Linked DNA regions of Mus musculus: regions 2 and 3 are each linked to region 1. Evidence: chromatin contacts called from public HiChIP or PLAC-seq data. All regions are on one chromosome and are shown on one strand. The core of a region is the stretch at or near the end of the contact, and the rest is flanking DNA. Distances in the headings are between cores, read along the strand shown.

Region 1 (2,879 bases), core at 184-2,683:
AGACAGGGTCACATGTAACCCAAGCTGGCCCTTGACTCCCTCTGTAAACTAATATGATCTTGAACTTCTGATCTTTCTACCTCCACTTCCCACATGCTGGCATGACAGAAACGTGCCACCACCTCCAGTTTTACACGGGGCTAGGTCTCAGGCCTTTGGGCTTCATCTTTGCTAGACAAGCACTGCCCCAACTGAGCTGCTTCCTGGCATGCACTGCTGCATTTCTATTAATCACGTACACTCCTTACTTCTTCTGCATATCTACTGTTACCATAATAATTCAGATCATTGTTGTAGTAATTAAACTTTTATAAGTTTTAGCCCCCAACTTACACAAGCAGGATAGCAAATAGTTGTTCTAACTTAAGACAGGATTTCCCACCTTTGGATCTTTCTCTATACTCACTCCTTTGATTAGCATTTCTCCCCAGTTCATCTAATTGGGGTAATAATTTAATTCAGTTTTATCAAGACAGAACAAACCCACAAAGCCTTCAGTTTTGCAAGAACTAACTTCACCGTCTCCCGGGTTACCGTGATTCGTACCAGCATCATGCTTATGCTTAGGAAGAAAACCTTATGCTCAAATAGTCTTAGGTTTTAGTGACAAATATAAAAAGCAGATAGAATGTGTAAGAGCTTTATCTCTGCCACCCACCCATCCAAACAGTCACCTCCTAAGACTACAGATATTGCTTCAATATTCTAATTAGGAACCAATCCCTGAATCAGTACCAAAATATTTTTAATGTTATAAAATTATATTAGGTCGCTGGAAAAACTATGTTGTGAAAACATGACCGAGGAGAGGAAATCAGAAGTTAGTGGCCAAAGTCACAGGCAAGGTTTCAATGGAAAAAGATGGCCCGGCTGTTCTTACTTCTCTTTCCTGCTGCCCAGCTGGCGGGCTGTGTATTGGTCCCCATAGTCAATCAACACCAGCTGTCGAGAAAACACATTGACTTTGTTGCCTATAAATAGATCTTCCAGGCGCAGGTCCTCATACTTGGTCCGCTTTAAGAAGGTGCGACGATTCTTTACATCATGCTAGAAACAGACACAGTAAGAATACTTATGAAGAACGTACGCCTTACAGAGAAAAGTCTCCAATTGATTTTACAAAAGACAGCTATATCCTATTACTTTATAACTACGTATATAAATTATATTTTATACTGTGAAGCTTTATTTCCAATCCAATCTAGTGATAAAAGTTTGTAATTAAAATATATATTTTAGAATATCCTAAATAGACCAAGTTATTTCAGTAACTCACCAGCTATGAGTGACAGAGACAGATTCTCATATTTCTTTTTATGTACACATCCCAATCACTAAAAAAAATTGTATTTCCTTTAAGAGATGTGTATTCATGTGTGTCTCCCTTTCTGTGGGTAGGTACATGTGAGTGAAGGTGCAGAAGTCACTGTTGGCTTGCCAGCAGCTGGAGTTACAGTTGCTGTGAGCGGCTCGGTGTAGGTGCCGGGAACCAAACTTGGGACCTACAAGGGCAGCTAGCACCCTTAACTGAGCCTTCTCTCTAGGCTCCAACCCCAACTGAGCTGACTTTTTAAAGTGATTGCCAATGAAGTGATGCAAAGAAAGGGACCCTCTTAGAGCCTCTTTAATTTGACATTTTATACAGATACCAACTTTTAACCGTAATATTTATGACTATGATAACCATTTATCTGTAACTACTTATCAAATATTGATTAATCCCAAAAAACAGTTGTCCTACTTCATTTTGGGGTCTCTCTATATATCTACTTCTATATATGTGTGTTATATGCAAGTGTGCATCCCTACAAACATACATGATATAGGAGGTTGCCTGATGTCTTCTTCAGTCATTTCTCACATTATTGTCTTAACACAGGCTCTCTCACTGAACCTGAAGTTTGCTTTAAGTTGGGTCAGCTGGCCAGAGAGCTCCAGGGAGCTCCTGCCTCTGTTACTCAGGATTGGAGTTCTCACAGGGAACAAGGCCCAGCCATTATGTAGGTAGGTGCTTAAGAGTCAAGCTCAGGCCTTCACACTTTTGCAGCCAGTATTATTTCCAGCTAAGAGATCTCTCTAGGCCTGTTTGTTTGATTGGAGACAAGGTTTTGCTATACAGTTCAGGCTAGCCTGTAACTTTGGAATTCCCCTGCCTCAGCCTTTTAAGTGCTGAAATTATAGTCCAATGTCACCAAGCGTAAGCTGTTCTTATATTTTTAATGTAAAATCTTGCAAAAATACTTCGGTTAGAAATTTTCAACAAGGCTGGGTGTGAAGGTGGACATTTATAATCCTAGCTGAGATTAGACCAGATTGCAAGTGAGCAGCCAGATGGTATTATGTGGTCAAATCCTGTCTACCACGTAACTCAGAAAAATAAAATAAAATTATATATATACATACATACATATACACCAGCACAAAGTTATCTTCCTGTGTTGGTATATTACTGAGCACCAAGAAAAAGAAATCCAATAAAATATCTCTACAGAGTGATTGGATGCTCCCACGATGCTGTGCATTAGTGTGATCCTGCAGGCCGGTCACAGTGTGCATGGATGTGTGTGTTATCCTGCAGGCCGGTCACGGTGTGCATGGATGTGTGTGTATGTTATCCTGCAGGCCAGTCACGGTGTGCATGGATGTCTGTATTATCCTGCAGGCCGGTCACGGTATGCATGGATGTGTGTGTGTGTTATCCTGCAGGCCAGTCACGGTGTGCATGGATGTGTGTGTGATCCTGCAGGCTGGTCATGGTCTGCATGGACGTGTGTGTGATCCTGCAGGCCGGTCATGGTCTGCATGGACGTGTGTGTGATCCTGCAGGCTGGTCACAGTGTGCATTGATGTGTGTGTGATCCTGCAGGCCGGTCACGGTG
Region 2 (2,852 bases), core at 70-2,569, 550 kb before region 1:
GTAGGTTTCATCTTCACAAATAAAAATAAATGGTCTGAGGGAGACTGGAGAGGCTGCAATTGTGCTAAGCATCTCACCATGATAGCTCAGCTATTCATACCTTATGAAATCGTGTTCCAACTGAATATAATTTTGTTTAACTTAAGGGAAGAGCTTTTGATAATTAATGTTCACGTATTTTTCCAACTGAGGTCATACAGCATCTGCCATGCGATTGGCCAAGTCTTGGTTAATGGGTAGACATAGCGAAGGATTTGATTTTATCACTGCCCTCTTCAAGACTGAGATTTGTCTTTTCTATCTTTTCCACTTCTGAAGCTTCCCAAAGGCGAGTCTTACACTTTGTATTTCTAGAGGATCCTTTCTAACATTCTCCATGGCTTAGGAGTTTTTCTAGCTCCCGTGATATGGGTTTAAAAACCTGTTTCTTTACGGCTGTCCAATGTTCTTCCTAAGTGTAGGCAATTGAGAGCTAGCCATGTGGGATGTGGGAGGTGACGGTGCATGCTGAGAGTTCAGGAGAAAGGGCCAAGCTGATATTCTAGAGAGAACACTTGAAAGTTGGTAAGCACTGTGACCCTTCAGTCTTAGAAGTGCCATCCCTATTAGCCATCAGAGATGCCATTCTACATACTGGTCTGTCTCACTCTGTCTTCTTTCAGCCCCTCCATGTTCCTTGTCCATCCTGTCTGTATCACTTACCATACTGGACTACCATGTGGGATCTCATCCATGCTACCTTCTCATGTACTGTGCCCTAATGTCATTCAGTTTGGTCACAGTCTGTGGCCCGACAAGTGGCTAGTTTAGTCACCTGTCCCTAGTAAACCAATTAAAAGAGCCAAATTAATAATGGAAAGGAGAAAAGGAGATTTATTTCTTATGGCTAAACTGGAAAGAGGGACAAAGAGATCTAGGGAACCCCTCCCACAAGTCTGTCTTCAATCTCTGAAATAAGATTAAAGTTTAATCGGAGGACCAAGGATATGCCATCTAAGCCATGCAGTCAAGGAAGGGTGGTCCACCAACCATTGACACATACTCTATCCTGTTTTGTAAAAATCCTATGTATTTTAATTGAGAAGCATCTGGACTTTTAGATTAGTTGTCCCCTCCATGTTCCAGGTGTCCCCTAGGGAGATGGGGGTCTTTTTCTGAGTGTTTACTAGGTTATCCCTTAGGTACTTAGAGACAGATGGTCTGCAAGTATTGGCTCCTTTTCCAAGCATTAGTAGAGAAAACACACACACACACACACACACACACACACACACACACACACACTATATTGTGCACAGGCTGTAGATGGGTACAGTCTCCCTGCCCCTTCCTGCAAACGTAAGCATGAGGGACAGGAAGTAGCTGTTTCTAAACGTGACCCGTAAATATTAAATTTTCTGCCATTTGTCTTTCCACAATAACCTAAGGCAGTTTCTGTCTGGATCAGCCTCAAAAGGTCAAGATATTTGTTTTTGCTTTCTGAGTAGAAATGTTTTTTAGGCTTCTAAAGAACACTGCTTGGCAGGTGCTTCCTGTCACCCCAGCTTTCACATGGACAGTCAAACATGTCACCAGCAAGAAGTGACTTCACTCCTGCCCCCCTCATACAGGTGCCCAGGTTCTGAGCTATTCAGAATGAATGATACTGATTAAGATGTCTAGGGTTAATGGCCAGTCATAGGAGACTTATTTGGAGAGAAAGATAGACTGAATTAGGGTGCACCAAAATGGGGCTACATGTTACCTAAATGTTTAAAACAACATGATAAATAAAGAGCAAGAATAGAGTTATTTTATACTGTCCTAAGAATGGAACTGTTGAGTTGCAAGAGGTAGATGTTGGTGCACAGTGAAACATCGTTTTCCTGGAAGAGTTGCCTACAAGCCAATGGGCTTCCTGAAATAGCCAGCTCCGATCCACAGCTGTGCTTAAGCACACACAGGACCAACACCTGAAGGTTGGTGCTGTTATTTCTCTCTCTCTCTCTCTCTCTCTCTCTCTCTCTCTCTCTCTCTCTTTCATAACACTCTCCTTTGGGTACATTTGAGGGGAAATACCTTTCTTTCATCTTGTAGCATGAGAGGAAGAGGCAGAAAAATTTTCTGTTTGCCCTGAGTGCCAATAGTTGATACTGCCTTGTGAACTTAGAGACCCTGGGACTGCCCTTCGGGCTCTGTTTTCAATGTGAAACGCCCATTTTCTGTGTCACATGTACTCTCCTTGCAGCTTTTCTTCCAGGGCACGGCACTTGCTAGTCATTTCTGAAAATGGCTCTAAGTGACTTGTTTGTGTTGTTGCTTGTTTTAGTGCCATCATTTATTGGGTGTCACCTTCCTGTTCTCTCTCAGCTACCCTTCCTCTGCCAGAGAAAGCAGTTAGCAGGATGTGTTAAACCAGCAGTTTACAACTGGGAGTCAAGGAAGCAGGGCAATGGAGAGGTAAAGTCTCCCATTTTTTGTGGTCTATTGGGATTTCAATGTGTGGTCTTTTGTGGAGGAAATGAAGATGATTCTTACCATGTCCTGGGATCTCTCTGTGCTGGATATGCGCTGAAGCGTGGTCCCTGCCCTGCAACATTCTATGTATTCTATGTTCTTCTTGGAAGACTAAGTGCAAGCAGAGTTGTGGTGGCGACTGGCTTGCCAGGGGTCTGGATCCATCTCTTTTCTCCTTTCTTTCTTTCTTTCTTTCTTTCTTTCTTTCTTTCTTTCTTTCTTTCTTTCTTTCTTTCTTTCTTTTTTTCTTTCTTTCTTTCTTTCTTTCTCTCTCTTTCTCTCTCTCTCTCTCTTTCTTTCTTTCCTTCTTTCTTTTATTTATTTATTTTTTTGTTTCTCGAGACAGGGTTTCTCTG
Region 3 (3,240 bases), core at 201-2,700, 990 kb before region 1:
GTGGTCCCACGCTTCCTGGATCAACTACACAGAGCCCCCAGATGGTCTGACAGTGCTAGGGTGAGCCGTTCTGTCCCCATGAGGGGCACGGAGTAGGGATTGCCTCTAGAGGCCTCACTGAGACCAGGGACAGCTAAAGCAGCTGGATACCATTGAAGACAAGAGCCACATGGTGGCTTCCCTTTCACATCCACCATCTCTAGTCCTCCTGATGCCCCAGCCACATCTCCATCTGCTTCTAACGTGTGCTTTCGAAGCCTCGTTCCATCCCAGGAGCCCTGAAGCAGCCCACATGTGCTTTACAGAAGACAACTGAAGTCAGAGACTGGAGACAGTATTTTCAATCCTCCTGGCTGCATACCAGATGTTTCCTTCCCGGCGTCTGGCCCTCTCTGAGTGGTGACATGTTCCAGGGTCTTGGCACAGGCACCAGTCCCGGTAGCTCCGCTGCGGCCCCGCTCCCCTCTGAAGCTTTCATCTCTGTTCTGCAGCTAAGACATTGCCTTCTTTGATGCTCTGTAGCTGCAGCCTCTGATTCACAAGAGTTCTGCTGCCTCGACGGCCCCCAAAGCCAGCCCCTGGGACGGTCCGTGCTGTGAACAAGACCCCTGGCAGAGCCTCCTCCCCAAATAAGTTGATTTTGGCTTCAGCCTCAATGGCTTTAGCCAAGCTGGCTGCGTAACTGTCCAAGGATTTGTGTACTTCAGCTTTCACATGAAGAAGAGAGTTCTTGGCGGCCTCTGTGGGAGAAGGCAGAAAGGAAGGTTAGCGAAAAGGGATATGGTCTCTGCTGGCTTGCTACTCCAGAGAGAGCGGACAAGCGAAGATTACAGGTATGGATTTTGACATCAGAGTCCCCAGGCTAAAATCTTGGACTTCACACAATTTACATCCTGAGAAAGGCCAGACATTTTCTAGTTTAGTTTCCTTGACTCTAAAGAGAAAAGATTCACACGGTTACTGTGAATGAGTAAATTCTACCCTAAATGTTTTAGCTTTTACGTCTTCAATAGAATTTTCCTCTTGTAGCTCCTGGGTTCAACAGCCTAGGCTGTAAGCTTGCACAGACTCAAAGGCCATGTCTCCTCTCCATTTCCCTCAGAGGCTCCTTCACTGTAGAAAGCCTCACATTTAGAAGCGATGTCAACAATTCCACCATCCTGGGAAGGATTAGGAGCCGTGACACTACACTGAATGGAAAAGAGGGACAGAGGTGGCGCCTAATGACCAAACCTGAGCACTGGGTCACAGACCGTACTGCCTAAGCTCTCGGGGTCTCTAGGGGACCTTCTCCCCTTATGTTTTCTGGAGAACAGGCAGTTTGTGCCCCACTCTCCAGGAAGGAAGTGGAGACCTTAGCAGCACTAGTTTGCTCCCTACACAGCATAACTGTCATCCCCTGCTCTAGCACCTTGCTCTCAGCACCCAACCAGCAGAGGGCGCTTCCAGCCCACCCGTAGGACACAAAGGGGCAGGCTGGGATCGGCGTGAGAGGTCTGGGAAGGAGATGGACTTGTTGTCCAGTAGAAGGGGAATGTAAACTCTCAAAGCTGCTGGCTAGCTCTGTATTGAATCTGCTTTGCCAGAAAAGTAGATACTTACTTACCATCCTCTCTGAGCTCCTCTCCCACCTCTCCCCTCACGCTGCAAGGGAGTGGAGCAGGGCAGAGGGAGGCTCATTTGCATACTCAGCATTTACACCTTAGAGCCCCTGGCTCCAGCAGACTCAAGGTTCCTTATACCAGTGGCTATTCTCACTTGGAGACAGGAGAAAAAGAGACTCCTTCCTACACAGGAGTGGCTCCCCTTGGCTTGTCTGGAGTGGAAACTAGCCCCAGGTCCCTAAGCATCCAGGATGCTCTGTGTTAACAGATAAGCAGGAAAGCCCAGTCAGTGGGCTCCGGTCCCTGCAGGTTCCAGGGCCATTCATCAGGATGGCAGCTTGGCCTGCACTCACAGGGCCATATTTCCACTGTCCGTCAGAGGGGACGGGCTAAGAGGACAGGATCAGATTTATAACTGGATACTATCCATAAAGGGGAGCAACTACTGTGGACTAGGGGGCACGGAAACTATTTCATCCAGTCAGGCTAGTTCCTGAGAAAGCTGGGAATTGTTTTGAGTTCTCTCTCTGTCTCCCTGTCACTGTCTCTGTGTGTATCTGTGTGTGTGTTTGTCTGCATGTGTGTGTCCATAACTGTGTGTGTGCCTGTGTATGTATGTGTGTGTAGGTATGTCCTTGCTGTGTGTTCATGGAATCTGCTCTTTATGTGTGTGTCTATGTGTGAGTTTGTGTGTGTGTACACGTGTATGTGTATTTGTGACTGTGTCTATGTGTATGTGTGTATATGCATATGTGACTGTGTGTGTACTGGCTAGTTTTGTGTCATCTTGACACAGGCTGGAGTTATCACAGAGAAAGGAGCTTCAATTGGGGAACTGCCTCCACGAGATCCAGCTGTAAAGCATTTTCTCAATTAGTGATCAAGCAGGGAGGTCCCCTTGTAGGTAGTGCCATCTCTGGGCTGGTAGTCTTGTGTTCTATAAGAAAGCAGTCTGAGCAAGCCAGGGGAAGCAAGCCAGTAAGGAGCATCCCTCCATGGCCTCTGCATCAGCTCCTGCTTCCTGACCTGCTTGAGTTCCAGTCCCGACTTCCATTAGTGATGAATAGCAATGTGGAAATGTAAGCTGAATAAACCCTTTCCTCCCCAACTGCTTCTTGGTTATGATGTTTGTGCAGGAATAGAAACCCTAAGACAGTGTGTCTGAGTGTGTTTGTGTGTGAGACTGTGTGTCTATGTGTGTGAGTGTGTGACTACATGTATGTGTCTGTGCGTGTATATATGTATGCGACTGTGCATGGTTGTGTGTATATGTCTCTGTGTGTATCTGTGTATGTATGTGTGCAATGTGTCTGTGCTGTGTGTGTGTTCATGGTATCTGCTGTGAGTGTATCTGTGTGTGTTTGTGTATGTGTACCTGTGTATGTGACTGTGTGTGTTTGTATGTGTCTGTATGTGTGACTGTATACGTGTGTACGTGTGTGTGTGTGTGTGTGTGTGTCTGTATGTGTGACTGTATACGTGTGTACGTGTGTGTGTGTGTGTGTGTGTGTGTGTGTCTACAGCTGCATTTGTCCCACCTTGGATGCTGCTTGCTATGAGTCAGATGCCTCAAGTATCCCTAGTGGGGCTGCAGTGATGGGAAGGAGGCAGAGGCGATGAAGTCTTGGCACGTTCT

Evidence for each region. HiChIP or PLAC-seq counts read pairs in DNA pulled down with a chosen protein or histone mark.
Region 2: a contact with region 1 is called in an IKAROS HiChIP or PLAC-seq map of large pre-B cells, with 7 times the contacts expected there. The contact joins two enhancer-like sites. A contact is called at or near these places in 3 of 15 datasets of contacts at CTCF or cohesin (large pre-B cells, pro-B cells and stem cell-derived epiblast-like cells), 11 of 484 Hi-C or Micro-C datasets (the HPC-7 cell line, brown adipocytes, cortical neurons and 6 more), 12 of 115 datasets of contacts at active chromatin or transcription factors (craniofacial prominence, embryonic basal ganglia, embryonic forebrain and 9 more) and 1 of 9 other capture datasets (embryonic stem cells).
Region 3: a contact with region 1 is called in an H3K27ac HiChIP or PLAC-seq map of large pre-B cells, with 8 times the contacts expected there. The contact joins two enhancer-like sites. A contact is called at or near these places in 1 of 15 datasets of contacts at CTCF or cohesin (large pre-B cells), 2 of 484 Hi-C or Micro-C datasets (cerebral cortex and nephron progenitors) and 2 of 115 datasets of contacts at active chromatin or transcription factors (astrocytes and large pre-B cells).

What each region holds. Positions count from the first base shown.
Region 1 is chr1:164,330,780-164,333,658 of GRCm38.p6, reverse strand. It overlaps Nme7 (NME/NM23 family member 7), which reads right to left. Exons shown (of 14, transcript NM_138314.4): 5 at 881-1,047. Among named protein-coding and RNA genes, the nearest start is that of Nme7, 25 kb to the right of the region's middle. Within about 2 kb of position 1,433, at least 10 of the 459 cell types and tissues checked have an H3K27ac peak or open chromatin away from gene starts, as enhancers often do.
Region 2 is chr1:164,881,353-164,884,204 of GRCm38.p6, reverse strand. All of the region lies in intron 2 of Gm32652 (a long non-coding RNA gene), which reads left to right. Among named protein-coding and RNA genes, the nearest start is that of Gm32652, 17 kb to the left of the region's middle. Within about 2 kb of position 1,319, at least 28 of the 459 cell types and tissues checked have an H3K27ac peak or open chromatin away from gene starts, as enhancers often do.
Region 3 is chr1:165,318,936-165,322,175 of GRCm38.p6, reverse strand. It overlaps Gpr161 (G protein-coupled receptor 161), which reads right to left. Exons shown (of 6, transcript NM_001310429.1): 6 at 1-740. The coding sequence ends at 475. Among named protein-coding and RNA genes, the nearest start is that of Gpr161, 25 kb to the right of the region's middle. Within about 2 kb of position 1,450, at least 50 of the 459 cell types and tissues checked have an H3K27ac peak or open chromatin away from gene starts, as enhancers often do.